2 separate regions of the Mus musculus genome follow, and region 2 is linked to region 1. The links are chromatin contacts, called in public HiChIP or PLAC-seq maps. All regions are on one chromosome and are shown on one strand. The core of a region is the stretch at or near the end of the contact, and the rest is flanking DNA. Distances in the headings are between cores, read along the strand shown.

Evidence for each region. HiChIP or PLAC-seq counts read pairs in DNA pulled down with a chosen protein or histone mark.
Region 2: a contact with region 1 is called in an H3K27ac HiChIP or PLAC-seq map of the HPC-7 cell line, with 6 times the contacts expected there. The contact joins two enhancer-like sites. A contact is called at or near these places in 3 of 39 promoter capture datasets (the C10 cell line, cranial neural crest and frontonasal cranial neural crest), 3 of 15 datasets of contacts at CTCF or cohesin (large pre-B cells, pro-B cells and stem cell-derived epiblast-like cells), 2 of 484 Hi-C or Micro-C datasets (the CH12 cell line and bone marrow-derived macrophages), 12 of 115 datasets of contacts at active chromatin or transcription factors (the HPC-7 cell line, bone marrow-derived dendritic cells, bone marrow-derived macrophages and 7 more) and 4 of 9 other capture datasets (adipose tissue, embryonic stem cells, liver and 1 more).

Annotation. Positions count from the first base shown.
Region 1 is chr9:21,217,547-21,223,294 of GRCm38.p6, reverse strand. No RefSeq gene overlaps it. Among named protein-coding and RNA genes, the nearest start is that of Keap1, 19 kb to the left of the region's middle. Within about 2 kb of position 2,299, at least 271 of the 459 cell types and tissues checked have an H3K27ac peak or open chromatin away from gene starts, as enhancers often do. A contact at or near this core is called in the HPC-7 cell line, where this site is marked.
Region 2 is chr9:21,380,738-21,386,485 of GRCm38.p6, reverse strand. All of the region lies in intron 1 of Ilf3 (interleukin enhancer binding factor 3), which reads right to left. Among named protein-coding and RNA genes, the nearest start is that of Gm36198, 13 kb to the right of the region's middle. Within about 2 kb of position 2,220, at least 7 of the 459 cell types and tissues checked have an H3K27ac peak or open chromatin away from gene starts, as enhancers often do. A contact at or near this core is called in the HPC-7 cell line, where this site is marked.

The DNA.
Region 1 (5,748 bases), core at 1,050-3,549:
ATCTGAAGATAGCAACAGTGTTCCCACGTACATGAAATAAATAAATAAATCTTTAAAAAAAAAGTTTATATATGGGCTGAAGAGATGGCTAAGGTTAAGAGCACTTGTTGATTTTCCAGAGCACCTGGGTTCAATACGCAGCACCCACGTGGCAGCTCACAACCCTCTGTAGTTCTGGGGGATCGGAAGCCCTCTGCTGACCTCCAAGGTTGCTGTCAAAATCTCCATATACATAAAGCTAAAAAAAAAAAAACTTAAAAAAATTTAAAAAAATCTCTTTCTCTCTCTCTCTCTCTCTCTCTCTCTCTCTCTCTCACACACACACACACACACACACACACACACAGGCGTGGTGGCACAGGCCTTTAATCCCAGCACTCGGGAGACAGAGGCAGGCAGATTTCTGAGTCTGAGGCCAGCCTGGTCTACAAAGTGAGTTCCAGGACAGCCAGGGATACACAGAGAAACCCTGTCTCGAAAAAAACAAAAACAAAAACAAAAACAGGACAGAGAGGTGGCCCAGTGGTAGTCAGCAAGGCTGGTGGCCTGAATTAACGCCCAAGCACCAACTTGGCAGAAATGACGACTCCTGGAAGTTGTTCTCTGACCGCCACACACTAAATGTGTCCCCTGACCTAATAAATACAGACTGGCTGGGCAGATGTTTCAGCAGTTGGAAACACGTGCTGCTCTTGAATGGGACCTGAGTTAGGTTCCCAGCACCCACATCGAGCAGATAACCAGGCCTGCGACTCCAGCTTCAGGGGAATCCAGGATAGGCATGTGCATATAGCTATAGACATACCAAGAATGAAAAGTAAACTAAGGATCTGGACCCAGGTGGTGCAGACCCCAGTCCTGGAGAGCCAGCTGGAGGCTCTCTGTGAGTCTGGTCTACACAGTCTGGTCTACACAGCCAACTGTGGGAGAGAGACCCTGTGTCAAAACAAACAAGGAATCAAAGTCAGGATTAAAAATAAACAAACACCAGGACAGCCAGGGTTATACAGAGAAACCCTGTCTCAAAAAACCAAACCAACCAAACAACCAAACAAACCCAGCAAAAAAGAGATTCGGCCGCAATCAGTTGTCCCCACTCATGCACATCATGCCCATAGTTGCGCACGTGCACACACACACACACACACACACACACACGTGCAGGATGGAAAGGGAATGAAGAGATGATATTTAGTGCTGACATCTAACACCACAAACAAGAGAAGCCTCACTCACATCTAACTTTGAACTCTTGAAAACACACACACACACACACATCCCAAGAGCAAATACATGGAGTTGCATGGAACTGGCTAGATTTTCTAGAAAATTATTGCTAGAGTGTGGCCCCTTGGAGACCAGCCATCAGCTATTCCGTGTGCTGGAATTTCATCCTTACATCTGGGCAGTCCCTGTCTACAGCTGGGGCGTCTCCCCAAATACCCTGGGGTTGCAAGGGCTGTGCAACTGTTAAGAGCTTTAGGCTGTTCTCACAGACTGGGGGTTGATTGCCGGCATCCACAGGGCGGCTCACAGATGTTTGTAACTCTAGTTCTAAGCATCTATCTCCCTCTTCTGATCTCTTCTGGTACTGCGTCTTGTGGTACACGTATATACATGCAGCCAAAATACCACAGGAGTAAAATAAAAATGTAAAAACTTGGGGCTGGAGACTTGGCTCAACTGGTTAAGAGCACTTGTTCTGCTTGCTAAAGTACCCAGGTTCAATGTGTAGCTCATACGGAGGTTCACCACTTCCTTAAACACCAGACACATATGTGGTGCACAGATGTAGAAGCAGGCAAAACACTCATGCACACACAAAAAATAGATAAAACAAACCTAAAAAAAAAACTTAAAAATATATATGCATGCTGAGTGCATTGGATTCTCTCTGTGGCTATTTTAGAAGAAATATCAGCCCAATTCTGTAAGCAGTGTCACATGAGGTATGTCACATGGGACATGCTAAGTTCCCTTATCAGCTAATTTGCCCTCCTTCCTGTGAGCTCCTGGCCTCTAAATCACTATTCTGCAAGAAGAGGGTGAGCTTGAAACCCTAGTTATCTGCCTTCCCTCCAGAGTGCTGGGGTGGGGCAGATCGCAGTGCTCCGGACAGAGCCCAGGGCTTTGAGCAGAAACAACAGTTGTTGTTCTACAGTTAGGGTCCAGCGGCCGTGACTGATTAGGCTTCCTTTAAGGAAGTGGAAAGCGACCTGAGATCATTCAGGATAAATATCACAGGGTTGGGTGGTGGTGTGTGTCTGTCATCCCGACAGTTAGGAGGTGGAAGCGGGAGGAGCCAATTAGGAGTGAAAGGCCAAGCTCAGTGACATAAGAGTTCATGGCCAGCCTGTGCTACATGAAACTCTGTCTCAAAAATAAAAGGATAAACTAGGTACTACCCTAAGGTAGGATTGACGCGAGGGCCAGGATACTCTAAGAAAAAGGACCTTAGGATCCTGTTCAAATCAAATTGAAAGCAAGGTCATTAGGAGGACTACAGGCAGTAGAACCCAGCCTGCAGATCAGAAGTCGAGCGGCCGCAACCCTCATTGGCTATTTTCTTCAGAACTGACAGCGACCTTAGCCAATAATAGCTTGGAATAGCCTCCCGCCCTAGCTCCGCCTCTCGGATGGTCTGCACCTGCGCCGCTTCCTGATGTACATGTAGTTCCGCAGGAGCCCAGAAGGGGGCGCGAGAGGGCTTGTGCTCCCAGTTCTGGCTCCTTACCTGACTTGGGACAAATACCTATTTGACTGGTAATACAGATTGTTGGTAGTAATGTAGTAAAACACACTATGTCCAGCGTGTAGTCTGCACAGGAATAGTGCTATTGTATTTGTCAGCAAGGGAAACTGAGTAGATACATTAACTAGTTTAGATTTAAGCTTTGGATAAGCCTGTGTGGTGGAATAAGCCTTTAGGAAGTTTAACAGGAGACTCATGATGAGTTCAAGGGTATCGTCGTACATATAAGCTCCCGAATGGCCGGAGCTACGTGTGACTCTATTATTTAAGCCTTTTTGATACAGGGTCTTTCTACATAGATAAGGCTGGCTTTGAACTTACAATCTACCTGCCTCTGTCTTCCTAGTGTTGGGACTAAAGGTGTGTGCTGCCACACCTGGGAGAGATCTTGCTTAATCAACCCCCACAGGAAACTCCATCTGACTTACTGGGTATCTGTCTGTCTCTCTTGTTAGTCTGTCAGAGAGATGGTGATGCTGTTCTGAGCCCTGGCTGCTCTTCCAGAGGATTCAGCAACCACGTGGTGACTTTAAATCATCTGCAACTCTAGTTCCAGAGAATCTGAGCGCCCCTTCTGGCCTTCTTGGGCACTGCACTTACAGATACCCATTACACACACACACACACACACACACACACACACACACACACACACACATAAAAATAGAAATAAAAATTTTTTATTGTTGTTTTTTTCGAGACAGGGTTTCTCTGTATAGCCCTGGCTGTCCTGGAACTCACTCTGTAGACCAGGCTGGCCTCGAACTCAGAAATCCACCTGCCTCTGCCTCCCAAGTGCTGGGATTAAAGGCATGCACCACCACGCCCGGCATAAATGTTTTAAAAATAAAATCAACCCCAAATTAAAATCTCAGTAGGCATTTTATAAGGTTTAATGTATATGAGTACACTGTCTCTGTCTTCAGACACACCAGAAGAAGGCATCAGATCCCATGACAGATGGTTGTGAGCCACCATGTGGTTGCTGGGAATTGAACTCAGGACCTCTGGAAGAGCAGTCAGTGCTCTTAACCACTGAGCCATCTCTCCAGCCCTATAAATAAATCTTTATTTAAAAATAAATAAATAAATAAATAATTATATTTGTCACCTCAAATATTCATTCTTTGTAGGAAGAACATTAGGATTTATTTTTGGTGTGGTGGTGCACGTCTTTAATCCCAGCACTAGCGAGGCAGAGGCAGGCAGATTTCAGAGTTCGAGAAATCCTGTCTCGAAAACAAAAAACCAAACCAAAACAAAAAATATATACTATGTAGGCTAGTGGTTCAAGGGACAAAGATGTCTGCTACTGAGGCTAATGACCTGGATTCTACCCACCGCAGCCAATTACTGGAAGGAATAGAGGTAGGTGGGGTAGCCTTTTTGGGGTCGTAGATTGAGAAGAGAGAGAGAAGAAGGGCACAGCAGAGAGGAGGAAGTCTCCATGAGAGGAGATGGCTGGGAGAAACAGCAAGTATCTGGGGCACAGTGCTGGGGAGCAGCCAGTCCAGCAGCTAGAAGTAGATTAGGGGTGACCCCAGTAACTGTCCAAAGCCAAGTAAAATAACCATAGGCTGAGTCCCATCCATCTGTACATTAGACGGGGATTAGTTTCAATTGGCTTAACTGCACTGGACATGTGTGCTGAGGGATATGTGCACATGTGTGTGTGCACGTACTCACACATGCACATAAATAATAGTAAGATGTAACAAAAATTAAGAACAAAACATTAAAATAAAAAAAAAAAAAGAAGGCTGCCTAGAAAGATGTCTCAGCGGGTAAGCACTTGTTACCCTTGCAGAGAATGGGCTTGGTTCTCAGCACCCACACTGGGCGGCCTGGTCACTGGGATCTGACAGCATGCGCATATCAGACAGGTTTGCACATGTACACATGAATAAGAATAATTGTTTGAGACAGGGTCCGCTCTTGTAGCTCTGGCTGTCCTGGAACTTGCCATGTAAATCAGACTGGCCTCAAACTCACAGGTTCATCTGCTTCTGTCGCCCCAATGCTGGGGTCAAAGGTGCTACCACAGGCTTAATCTTTTTTTTTTTTTTTAACAAGAGTAAATTTTAAAAAATTGGCTTACTAAGCCGGGCGTGGTGGCGCACGCCTTTAATCCCAGCACTCCGGAGGCAGAGGCAGGCGGATTTCTGAGTTCGAGACCAGCCTGGTCTACAGAGTGAGTTCCAGGACAGCCAGAGCTATACAGAGAAACCCTGTCTCAAAAAAAACAAACAAACAAAAAAATTGTCTTCCGTGTGAAGGCGCGATAGCATCACCTCAGTCCCTGGAACTCACACAGTGGGGAGAACTCACCCCCATGTGAGTTCTCTGACCTGCATGTGGCTAGTGCGGCACAAACACATTCTGCAGCATTCTCCCTGCTGCCTTCTCCCTGCCTGCTAATAACCAAAAAAAAAAAAAAAAACAAACAAAAAAAAAACCCAGCTCCTTGTTTCCTCTCTCTGTCTCTCTCTCCCTCTCTCTTTCTCTCTTACTCTCTCTCTCTCTCTCCCTCTCTCCCTGTCTCCCTGTCTCTTTCTCTTTCCCTCTCTGTCTCTACCTCTCTGTCTCTCTCCCTCTCTCTCTCCCTCTCTCTGTCTCTCTGTTTCTCTCTCCCTCTCTCTCTCTTGCTCTGTCTCTCTCCCTCTCTTCTCTGTCTCTCTCCCTCTCTGTCTGTCTCTCCCTCTGTCTCCCTCCCTCTCTCCCTCTCTCTCTCTGTCTCTCTCTCTGTCTCTGTCTCCCTCTCTCTGTCTCTCTGTCTCTGTTTCTCTCTCTCCCTCTCTCTCCCTCTGTCTCTCTCTCTCTGCCTCTCTGCCTGTCTCTCTCCCTCTCTCCCTCTCTCTATCTCTCCCTCTCTCTGTCTCTATGTCTCTGTTTCTCTCTCCCTCTCTCTCCCTCTGTCTCTCTCTCTGCCTCTCTGCCTGTCTCTCTCCCTCTCTCCCTCTCTCTATCTCTCCCTCTCTCTGTCTCTGTTTCTCTCT
Region 2 (5,748 bases), core at 971-3,470, 160 kb before region 1:
AGGTAAAAGGACAAAAGGAGTCACACAAAGCCTGATGACCTTCCTTCAAACTTTAGGGTCCACACAGTGGAAGGAGAGAAACAACTACATTCCTCAAGTTGTCCTCTAACCTCCACATGGGTGACATACTGTGTTCTTCCCCATGCACACAAATAAATGTAATAAAAAATAAACATAAACTAAACAAAATTAACAAGCTACCGAAATATGTTGTGGGTAGAAATATTCAACGAAATACAGGCACTATTCCCAACCCCTGGTGAGGACAGAGTCAGGAATGCTGTGAGAAGGAGGCTAGACTGGCGCTGCAGAGCAAGTTCCAGGCCAGCCAATGCTGTGAAAGGAAGAAAGGGAGGGAAAGAAAAGGAAAAAGAAATGATGAAAACTGTGGAACTTGGTGGTATACATCTTTAATCCCAGTACTTAGAAGGCAGAGACATGAGGAATCTCTGAGTCTGAAGGCCAGGATGGTCTACAAAGCAAGTTCCAGGAAAGCCAGGGCTGTAGAGAAACAGAGAAAGGCAGGCAGGCAGGCAGGCAGGCAAAAAGAAAAACAAACTGTGCTTATTAGGCATGATAGTATTCCCTGCACTCAGAAAACGAAAGTTAAGGCCAGCCTAGGCTATAACCCTATTTTAATACATAAACAGGGCAGGAGATAGATTAATATTTAAGAACACTTGCTAATCAAACATGAACACCAGCAGGTGACCCCCCAACACTCATAACGGAAAGTCTGTAACCCCAGCACTGAGTAGGTTAGAGACAAGAGGATGGCTGGCTAAAGCTTTCTGCTCGCTCCCTAGCTCCAGCTTCCTTGAGACTGCCTGTGTAAGGACTAAGGTGAGTGATAGAGCAGGACACACACACATGCATACACACCACATACAAAAAAGAAATCAAACACACATAAACCAAAATATCAACCAAAATATCACAATATGTTGCGAGAAGGAAAAAAGGTAGGAGCTCTGACCCTTGAGGACACTGCAGAAAAAATTAGGAGGTCACAAGGAAAAGTGGTGAGTACTCTCAACCTTGGGCAGAGAAGCTTGTTTGCAGTGGGCTTGGGTTAATGCAGACTCATAACCAGTCCAAGTGCTGAAAATAAGTGATTACTAAGTGAATGGCTCTAAATGGGACATCTAGTCACTGGCTCCAAGGTCTAGGAAACAGCACAGAAGAGTGGGCAGATAGGATGCTAAGAGGAGTAGGATGTGGTAGGAACACTGAAAGTATGTCTTTCTGACATGACCTGGCCACTGCACTCAGAACCTCAAGGTAGCTGGGACTACCTGCACGAGAACAACACTGCTTGGGATATGTCATTTTAACATAGATGGAGGAGTGGCTTATGAGGCCCCACCCTAGCTGAGACCCTTTTGGTAGTTGCTGAGGAAAAGGGAGTCATTTTCTTCAGTGTTGCAACCATTGTTAAGTTGCCCTTGCACCAGAGTATGGAACAATCCCACCACTACCATACAAACATACTTTTATAAGCAACCTTAATTAAAGGCAATGGGCTATAAAACAGCAACAAAACAAATAAAACAACAACAAAAACCCTGAGGCAAGAAGGGACTTGTTATAAAGGACTCAGTAGGAATGTGACAGAGTGAAGAGGGAGTAAGAATAATCAAAATATATTATGTATATGGACAAACTGTTAAAAAACTAAAAAAAAAAACACTTCTGGAAGGAGCTACCAGCAGAATGGCTCAGGGATAAGGGTGCAAAAACCAACTCCTCCTGCAAGCTGTCATCTGAACTTCCTTAGGTGTGTTATGGCATCTGTACCCCCCTCTACGCCATAAAAATGAATGTACATAAGAGACAAATGAACATTTAGAAAAGACATCCAAATGTACAAGGCAAAAGCAGTTACACAATTCTGTAAGCAACATGCAAACTACAATCTACCCTACTCTTGTGCCCTACCAATAGCCTGACCAGGCTGCAAGTGTCCACCAGTCAACGGCTAAGCCCCTCCACAGCACCAATCTGCTCCATCACACCAGTGAGGCCTTTCAGCCACACTAGTTACAAGACAGAATATAGGTACAACCCTCAAAAGGTATAAACTTCAAGGACAAAGTGCCAAGACTGGCCAGAGACTCTCCTAAAGAGCTTCAGAACTGCCTAGCAATCAACACTACTAACAGCACAGCATGGTAGTTGCAGAGTGCTGCAGAGGTGGCTCAGGAAAGAGGAGAAAGGCTTCAGGGGCCAAAAGTGGGGCAAGGAGAGAGTGCAGATGTGTAGGATGATAAGAGGTCAGAGACTAAGCCTAGGCTGTAACTGCTCCTTAAGCAGGCACATATGGGAAGTCAGCCACAGCCCAGTGACCTGTCTGCCTTTCAACTTTCTATGGGCTTCCTCCTTATTCCTACAGCACAGAAGGGCCCTGCACAACATCTTAAAAGCTAAGCAGGTCAACCTATGTAAGTCACAAAGCTCAAGTCCCTCTGACCCTTTGTATGTCCTGCTCCTAACAGTGTTACTGTCACCAGAAGATGCAGGTTCTTCCCATGTTAAAAGGAAGAGACTGGAACTCAAGTGGGTGTCAACTATACAAGACTGTGTTGCAAAAGGATGTCCATGCACAGCTCCAACGTCAGCACTTGGAAGATAGAGACAAGATCAGGATTAAGGACATATTTGAGGCCAGCCTAGCTTAAGGGAAAATTTATCCCAAAAGCCAATACTTGAGAGCTAGAAAGGCAGCTTTGTGGTTAAGGGCTCTTGCTGCTCTTGTAGAGGACTGGAGTTCAACTACCAGTACCCATTTAACTAGCTTACACTACACCTTCCTGTAACTCCAGACACAGACAATAGTACTCCCATACGCGCGCGCGCGCGCGCACGCACACACACACACACACACACACACACACACACACAAGTAAAAAATACTTTAAAAAAATGTACTGCTTAGAAGATGTGATAATGGGCGTGGTGGTGCACGCCTTTAATCCCAGCACTGGGAAGATAGAGGCAGGTGGATTTCTGAGTTCCAGGCCAGCCTGGCCTTCAGAGTGAGTTCCAGGACAGCCAGGGCTACACTGAGAAACCCTGTTTCAAAAAACCCAAAAAAAGGGTGACTGGAGAGATGGCTCAGCGGTTAAGAGCACTGACTGCTCTTCCAGAGGGCCTGAGTTCAAATCCCAGCAACCACATGGTGGCTCATAACCATCCATAATGAGATCTGATGCCCTCTTCTGGTGTGTCTGAAGACAACTACAGTGTACTTACATATAATAACAAATAAATCTTTAAACCCCTCCCCCCAAAAAAAGATGTGATAATGATCCAAGTTAGCAAGGTATAATGGAGTATGCCTTTAATCTTAGCACTCAGGAGGCAGAGACAGACAGATCTCTGTGCATTTAGACAGACAGATCTCTGTGCATTTGAGGCCAGTATAATATATATAGCAGACAGCCAGAATTATGTACAAAAACTCTATCTCAAAAAACAAAACAAAACAAAAAGAAGTTCCAGTTCAGTGTCCAGCACCCACATTAGGCAGTTCACCCCTTCTCTACCTCCAGGTCCAGGGGATACACTCACTGTCCTTCTATGGACTCTACAGGTGCTTGCACACACACACACACACACACAAATTCCAAAACAAAACTTTAAAAAAAGAAAGAGACACCTTTAACCCAGCATGCAGGAGGCAAAAGCAGATGGATCTTTCTGAATTTCAGGTCAGCTTGCCTACAAAGCAGGGTCCAGGCCAGCCAGAGCTACAGAGTGAGATCCTGTCTCAAAATTCAAACAAACAAAAAAAGAGCATGCAAGAAAAATTCTGTTGCCTTAAACTGTGGGGAGGGGAGGATAATTTATCTACCTGCTTATACCTAGTTCAGATAAATACTTGGCTGAAATTACTACGTGCCTGATGTTTCCTGGAAATGCTCCAGGGAGAAAATACAAGAGGATGTGTAAACCTCAAGGCATTGAGCAGGAGATGGACGTCCTGGGGCTCATTTCTTTGGGAAGCTCCTCCAGGTCTTCTGTTCTGGTGTAGGAATAAATAAATCCCAGGGCTGTGGGCATGCTGGGCAAATGTCCTACACCTCTGGCTATGCCATGCCCCAGCCCTTTTTCATGGCTTAAGAAAGTCTTGCCGTGGGGCAGTGGTGGCGCACGCCTTTAATCCCAGGCAGATGCAGGCGGATTTCCGAGTTCAAGGCCTGGACTACAGAGTGAGTTCCATCAGCCAAAGCTACACAGAGAAACCCTGCCTTAAGACAAACAGACAGGGCTGGTGAGATGGCTCAGTGGGTAAGAGCACCCGACTGTTCTTCCGAAGGTCCAGAGTTCAAATCCCAGCAACCACATGGTGGCTCACAACCATCCGTAACGAGATCTGACTCCCTCTTCTGGAGTGTCTGAAGACAGCTACAGTGTACTTACATATAATCAATAAATACATCTTTAAAAAAAAAAAAAAGACAGACAGACAGACAGAAAGAAAATAAATAAATCTTGCCCAAGCTCCCCCAGGTGGACCTTGAACTTGCCACTCACACTCACCTACCCTAGCCTCCCAAAGTGCTGAGGTTGCAGGTATGCAACAGTATATACAGCTGGTTGGGTTTTTTTTAAATTATTTATTTTATGTATATGAGTACACTGTAGCTGTCTTCAGATACATCAGAAGAGGTCATCAGATCCCATTACAGATGGTTGTAAGCCAGGAGATCTAACACCCTCTTCTGGCCTTCTCAGGTACCTGCACATGTGTAGCTTATACTCTGATAGACAGAGATCACACATAAATAGAATTTACACATAGAGCTGTAGGCACCGAGCGTTGACACAGTCTGTAATCCCAGTGCTCTCAAGGCTGAAGCTAGAGATCATTTTGAGGCCAGTTTGGGCATCCAGTTCAAAAAAATAGAGGAGAGAGTGGACAGCCAAGGGGAAAAGGGAGATGACTCAATGGGTAAAGAACTCTGCCATGCAAACCAAGCCTGACAGCCTGACCAAACTACATAAGTACAAGAAGAGCCTGAAGTCCCCACAGGCTGTCCTCTGATTGTCACACATGTGCCATGCTACACTCACAACCCTCCCAAATCTCATGAACACACATGCAGAAAATTATATCTGCATTTTTAAACTAAACATCAGGGGGGCTTCTGAGGTGAGCCAATGGCCCTAAGTGTTGCTCCTGCAGAGGTTGTGGCTCCTGTCTCCCAATGAGTGGCCCTGGTGCTGGCTAAGACTTAAAGCCCTTAAATTGACAACTACTGATGTGATATTTATTCTAGCCAAGAGTTTCTCATCCTAGGAGACATTATAAAGTATCACTGGAATACAGCAGAACAGTGTTAATAAGAAAAACAATCTGGGGCTGCAGAGTTGGCTCAGATGTTAAGAGCACTTGCTGTTCTTGGAGAGGACCTAGATTTAGTTCCCAGCAAAACAAGGTGACTCACAACCATCTGTGACTCCAGTTCCAGGGGATACAACATCCTCTTCTGGCCTCTGCAGGCATTGCACACACATGGTACACATACATGCAGATGAAAACCCCACAAAAATTAGGTTTTATTAATGACATCCTGTCTCAGAAACAAAAAACCTAAAACAAAACTTAAGAAAAAAATCCCAAATTAGAAGAGCTGTGGCCGGGCGTGGTGGCGCACACCTTTAATCCCAGCACTCAGGAGGCAGAGGCAGCTGGATTTCTGAGTTCGAGGCCAACCTGGTCTACAAAGTGAGTACCAGGACAGC